2 separate regions of the Zea mays genome follow, and region 1 is linked to region 2. The links are chromatin contacts, called in public Hi-C maps. All regions are on one chromosome and are shown on one strand. The core of a region is the stretch at or near the end of the contact, and the rest is flanking DNA. Distances in the headings are between cores, read along the strand shown. Region 1 has its middle 25 kb from the start of LOC109945262. Region 2 holds the start of LOC100281858.

The links. Hi-C and Micro-C count contacts between places; a contact is called where the count stands out from the background.
Region 1: a contact with region 2 is called in a Hi-C map of tassel, with 2.2 times the contacts expected there. The contact joins the enhancer-like site here to the promoter of LOC100281858 in region 2. A contact is called at or near these places in 4 of 25 Hi-C or Micro-C datasets (ear, leaf and tassel).

Annotation. Positions count from the first base shown.
Region 1 is chr3:107,449,047-107,451,966 of Zm-B73-REFERENCE-NAM-5.0, reverse strand. No RefSeq gene overlaps it. Among protein-coding and RNA genes, the nearest start is that of LOC109945262, 25 kb to the right of the region's middle. Within about 2 kb of position 1,531, at least 15 of the 20 cell types and tissues checked have an H3K27ac peak or open chromatin away from gene starts, as enhancers often do. A contact at or near this core is called in ear, leaf and tassel, where this site is marked.
Region 2 is chr3:107,225,942-107,228,664 of Zm-B73-REFERENCE-NAM-5.0, reverse strand. LOC100281858 reads right to left here and starts at 1,336. Exons shown (of 1, transcript NM_001154778.2): 1 at 1-1,336. The coding sequence starts at 1,099. The coding sequence ends at 158.

The DNA.
Region 1 (2,920 bases), core at 282-2,781, 220 kb before region 2:
GCTAGGCGCTCACTACCGGAATTTGGCTCTTTGCCGAGTGTCATATTCTTTGCCGAGTGTTTTATTTCGGGTACTCGGCAAAGAGCTCTTTGCCGAGTGCCACGCAAAAAACCCTCGGTAAAATAAAACACTCGGCGAGAGAGAGGTTGCGAGTTCGAATCTCACCATTTACAAAACATATAAGTTTGATTCAAAATAATAGTGAAAAATGATAGGGCAACAGGTAAGGTAATAGGGTAGGGTTGGAGAGTTGTTCCTAGAATTTAAAAAATGTTTTGCTGTTTTTTTTAAAATTTTTCGATTCTTAATTTGCCGAGTGTTTTTCTTTGCCGAGTGCTTTTTGACACTCGGCAAAGTCTTTGCCGAGTGTCCGAAAAAAAGCACTCGGCAAAGAACCATTTGCCGATGAAATCTTTGCCGAGTGTTCTTTGCCGAGTGTTACACTCGGCAAAGCCTTTGCCGAGTGTAAAATAGCTTCTGCCGAGTGTTTTAGACACTCGGCAAAGAACGCGATTCCGGTAGTGGCTGCAAAGCCTGTGACCTCGTGTCTGTATCTGAAATTCTCTGAATGATGCAGAATGCATGCAGCTCATTCGCTGTTGTGCTGTGCAGTGCAGGCATCACAGCATGCACTGGAGACGGGAGAGTGCCGGCGATGAGGGATGGGAATGGATCTAGCGAGGTCTGGGAGTGGATGCCTCAGGATTAGGGGGATACAGTAAAGCGGCAAGCGGAAGCCTTTTTCTTCTTCAGCTGCTGGCCGAGAATCTAGGCGACCGGGGAGATCTGAAGTCCCAGATCCATGTTTCTGCAGGACAGTGAGGATAAACTGATCGAGAGGCGATGTTTGTGCCAGGTGTCCACACAGCAGCTAGCAGCTCCTTGCTTGGGAGCTTCCCTCATCTTTCTCATCTTCACTTCAACAGGCTACTTGCTTGCCTTAACTTTGGATGATGAACTTGCCTTGCAGCAGAGGGAGACAATCATATCATATATATATTATAGTTCTGAATCTGTGAAAAAAACAAACCAGCCATAACATGAGTTGTTTCAGCTACACAAGATTAAAAAAAAGTCCAAAGTTACAATCGGCAAGAAAAAAAATGTCTTAATTACCTCGTTGATTGAACTAAGTTCACGGTAAATTTAATGGCATATAGTATTATAGTCTTCCAAGGATTGACTATGACCAAGCAAGAAGACGAGTGCAATACTCTTTTACTTTCCTGATAGTTTAAGTTTTTTTTATAAAAGTTGTATGAGCTGATGAAGAATTGAAGTGTTAAATGTGAAGTACAGTTAGATCATGATTAAAAAACTAGGAGACTCGTTTGCACCCTTATATATCTAAGAAGATATGCGGTTGTTCCCCTATATAAATAACTATAAATAGGTTTCATGACAAACAGGTGAGTTAAAAAATAAAAAGGGTTAAGAACGCAAAGCCGAACATTTATCTGGTGTGGATAGCAGACTAGGCCGGACTCGTTAAAGGCCCCCAACGACGACGACGCAACCTCGCATGCAATTGAAAATGCTACGTCCAGGGCCCAGGGCAGCCGCTTCTTCCACGGCAGGGTCCACTGGGCCGTCCTAGCTACGTTGTCTGATGATGTCGCCCAAGGCCAATGACGTACAGCGACGTTAGAAAGTTCCATGCACTGGGTGCAAGTAGCACAATATAACAAACAAATATAACCAGAAAGAGGGCATTATGCAATTTAATATAAACCAATAGCACTAAGAAATGCTATTAGACGTCACGAATGATAAATGACCATAAATAGCCAACCCCTGTTGTGCAACAAGTCTTATGTACGAACATGCAAACAACCTTTAAATTATGGTTTAACCGTAAATGGGAACATATGTATAGTAGTGAGGTGGGTGTAGAACTGACTAGAGATAGGGGTAGAGATAAAGAATTTGGAGAAGAGAATAATGATTTTTTCAAGTAAAAAGTGTCTACGGTTCTCGACTGCGGACAAAACCAATCGAACCAATCAACTCGTTTATCAATTTCTTTACTTTCTTATCCTAGAAGTAGCAAGTAATGTAACCTTATTTATCTATATCTTCACCTCTCTACGACTCTACGTCATCTAAAGACGCCTTGAGTGGCCTGTCGATCTCAAGACAAACTCTAGGATCTCTCCCCCTGACGAGTCCCTCCTAGAGGCGAGATCCAGGTGTCATTGGCGAAGGCCTCCGCCTTGCGCACGCACGGACCATCTGGCACGGCACAGGAAACCCGCTCCTGCTGTCTAGGTCATGGACCGTTTGACCCTAAGCCGCGGACCGTCCGCGTCGCCGTAGAGAGCCCACGCGAGTGAAACAACTCTCAGTAATTGACGCTCAGATCTACCCGCATCTCGTCAAACAATTCAACTAATGAACTAGATAAATTTTATCTGGAGTCCATGATCTATATTCTCATTATCTCCTCAACCCTAGCATTCATAATTAAACGTGGGATGATGATGCCCTTAATCAGTCATCAGGAAAGAAACATTGGGAGCAACAATATGTCAGCAAAATGAATTTAAGCAACATAAAAAAGAGAATGGAATTATATAATGTTAACTTGCCTTGCAGCAGCAATATGTCAGTAAAATGATTTAACATAAACTTGGTTCATTTGCTCTGAAGTTGATGCCCTCAAGGCTATTAGGGGCAGCTTGAAAGATCCACATGAAAATCTTAGCAGCCGGAGTCGGGGAGATCCATGCATGGGAAATTGGTCCCAAGTTATCTGTTAGACCGTGTCGCATAAAAATAAAGTTTATAAATCCAAACTGAGAGACTACGCCATTTTGTCAAGTGGGATAAGGATAAAGACAATGATAAGGAAAATGCTAAAAATGGGTACGAGGGTGGTGAAGATGGACCCTGCCTCAGCCTTCGTGGCTGACGAGGTGCG
Region 2 (2,723 bases), core at 87-2,586:
CACAAGAAAGAACGGGACGGACTAGCAGTAACTAAAGAAGCAGCAGGGATTGAATCGATCCTTCGCCTTGTTCTTGTTTCCGTCCGCCGGGCGGTCCAGGCCTATTTACAAAAATATTACAGCAGCAGCAGCCGAATAGCTGATCATCCAATCCAATTCATAGGTCCTTTGTGCTGGCGGCGCCGCTGCCTTCGTCGACGCCGCGCTTGCCGTAGCAATGAAAGAAGACCCAGAGCAGGGCGGCGTTGAGCAGCGTGTTGAAGACCCATGCGCCGATGCCGCTGCACCCGCCGCCGACGGCGCCGAAGTGCATCCACACGACGCCGACGTGGCAGGCGAGGTTGCAGCCGAGGAGGCCCAGCTGGCAGGCGAGCGCGACGTGGGCGGCGCCCCTGGCGGGGAGCCCCGCGCCGACCCAGAACCTGTAGCCGAGCGCGACGGCGTGCGTGAGCGTGGACGCGAGGATGGCCAGCACCTGGAACGACTGCGAGAACTCGAGCCACAGGAACGCCATGGCCACGGAGGCGGCGTGCGCGAACACCCGCGGCGCGGCGCTCCGCCGCCTGCGCAGCACCGCCAGCACGCCCCGCGCCGCGTGGAGGTAGCGGGACAGGTAGTAGGCGTAGGACCAGAAGAAGACGCGGCCCGAGGAGCGCGTCCCGGGCGGGAAGCACAGGAGCCACCGCAGCGGGGTGCTGCGGCTGCGGCCCCGCCACGACCACCGCGTGTCCCGTATCTCCGCCACCGCCGACAGCAGCGTCCCCGCGAAGATGGCGGACGACGCGCCGGCCATCAGCAGCGCGTGCGCCGCGGGCACGGGGCCCAGCGGAACCGCAAGGCGCCGGCGCAGGCGCTGCGCGGCCAGGGCCAGCGCCACGTCCAGGGCCAGGCAGAGCGCCACGTAGGCGGCCAGCGACCCCAGGAGGAACGCCCAGGTGGAGAACCACAGGTGCGTCGGGCTCCACCGGAACCCCACGATGGCCGGGTGCTCCGCGAGCCAGTAGGCGGCGGCCGCGGCCATACTGGCGGGATGGGAATGAGAGGAGGGCGACGGTGGTTGTTGTTGTTGGTACGGCTGCGGCTGGAGGAGCATGCTCATCGTGGCGTGGAGGAGGAGGGTGCGGACGAGGATGGAAACGGATTTGGGGAGGAGAGACCAGGATATATATAGCAGACCGCCATTGAAGGAGGTTCCCTTTCTTTCTTTGGCCTGCCTTGGTTCAGCTTCATCAAGGAATGAAGCAGAGAACCTTTCAGCTTTGGCCGGCGGGACCGTCCTCCTCCCCCATGACCTCCCTCCCTCCTCTCCTCCGGTCGGTCAACATGACAAAGCCTCCTCCTCCTCTCCTCTCTGCCTTTTTTTTTATTCAGCATGTGAATGTGATTTCTATATTTAACATGTGAATGTGATTTCCTGAGATTTTTTTCCCCTTCTTGACTTTTTGTTTCTGCTTTCAGTTGAGGAATACTAAAATGCGTCTAAGATAAATATACGTACACATGCCACCTAATCTTAGGCAAGAAAACACGGTTCGCATGTTGTTTATTGTTGTTCTTTTGTTTTTTGCGTCCGCGTAACTAATTTGATAAATTGAAAAAAAAAACACACACACACGGATGGGAATGGGATCACCATGGGATCTTCTTGCAGAGACAGGAGTATTTATAAGCTCCAGCTCCAAGGCGACGGCTGCAGGATGCAGCTGCCAATACTGCAGTACTCGTTGTTTAAGGAGACCAGTAGTTTATTATTCCGATCCAATCCTCCGTAGGTGGTGATGTGAGACTTAGTTAGGGTTCACGATGAGCTCTAAAATTTACGCTATCGAATTTAAGGATCAGATGAAGATCAAACTTAATTTCTATTTTTTCTTTACCTAAAATTAACTTAGGATCCTAACAAATTATAAAAATCCATTTGAATCATAATCCATTACTACACTTAGATGAGAATGAGACTCGTTGTTTAGAACTGGTTTGGAGATAGGGAAATAGAGATGATCCATGGAGAAGGGATGCTCTTTTTATTTGAATAGCAAAATGATCTCTTATAGAGATCCCTCCATTTACATGTGCAGTTGTCTACCAAAACCAGCACAAAGATGTGGCCGACGGCGGCATCACCTGTTACTGTTACCTGCATTGGTTTTTTTTTTCTGTCTCTAAAAAAATCTAACTAATGTAATAATCTCGCCGCCCACGATCGGTTTCACAACCCTGTAAAAAAAACTAAAACTCCCAATGCTTGCCGATTTATTAATACATGCGTCTAGTTTTATCTCCACCGACGCAACTGACCTGGCGCGCGTCTCCCTTTTCCATCCACAGCGACTGAAGAAAGCCAAACGTTCTAGACGGACACAAGTCCGCATACAATTTGTTGCCAACCCAAATTAATTGAAAACGCACCCACATTCTGTCTGGTCTGAATGTTGACTTGTGTTTGATCCATGATCCATCCTCCAGAAGAGCTAGCAGAAAATAAAGCACAGAAAAAATGGATGATTGGAGGAGGCAAAGGCAAACAGACGACATGGACATGTATCTACACCTGCTGGCCACCCTTCATTCCTTACCTGACTTTCATTGCAGATCGATGTGGTGCGTCAGTCAGCCATCGTTGGATTAGATTTCTCTGCGTCTAGAAAGAAAGAAAAAGAGGAGCAATTAATTAGCCCACACAAGTTTTCTTTGCTACTTGCCATGCCTTCTTCATCGACTCT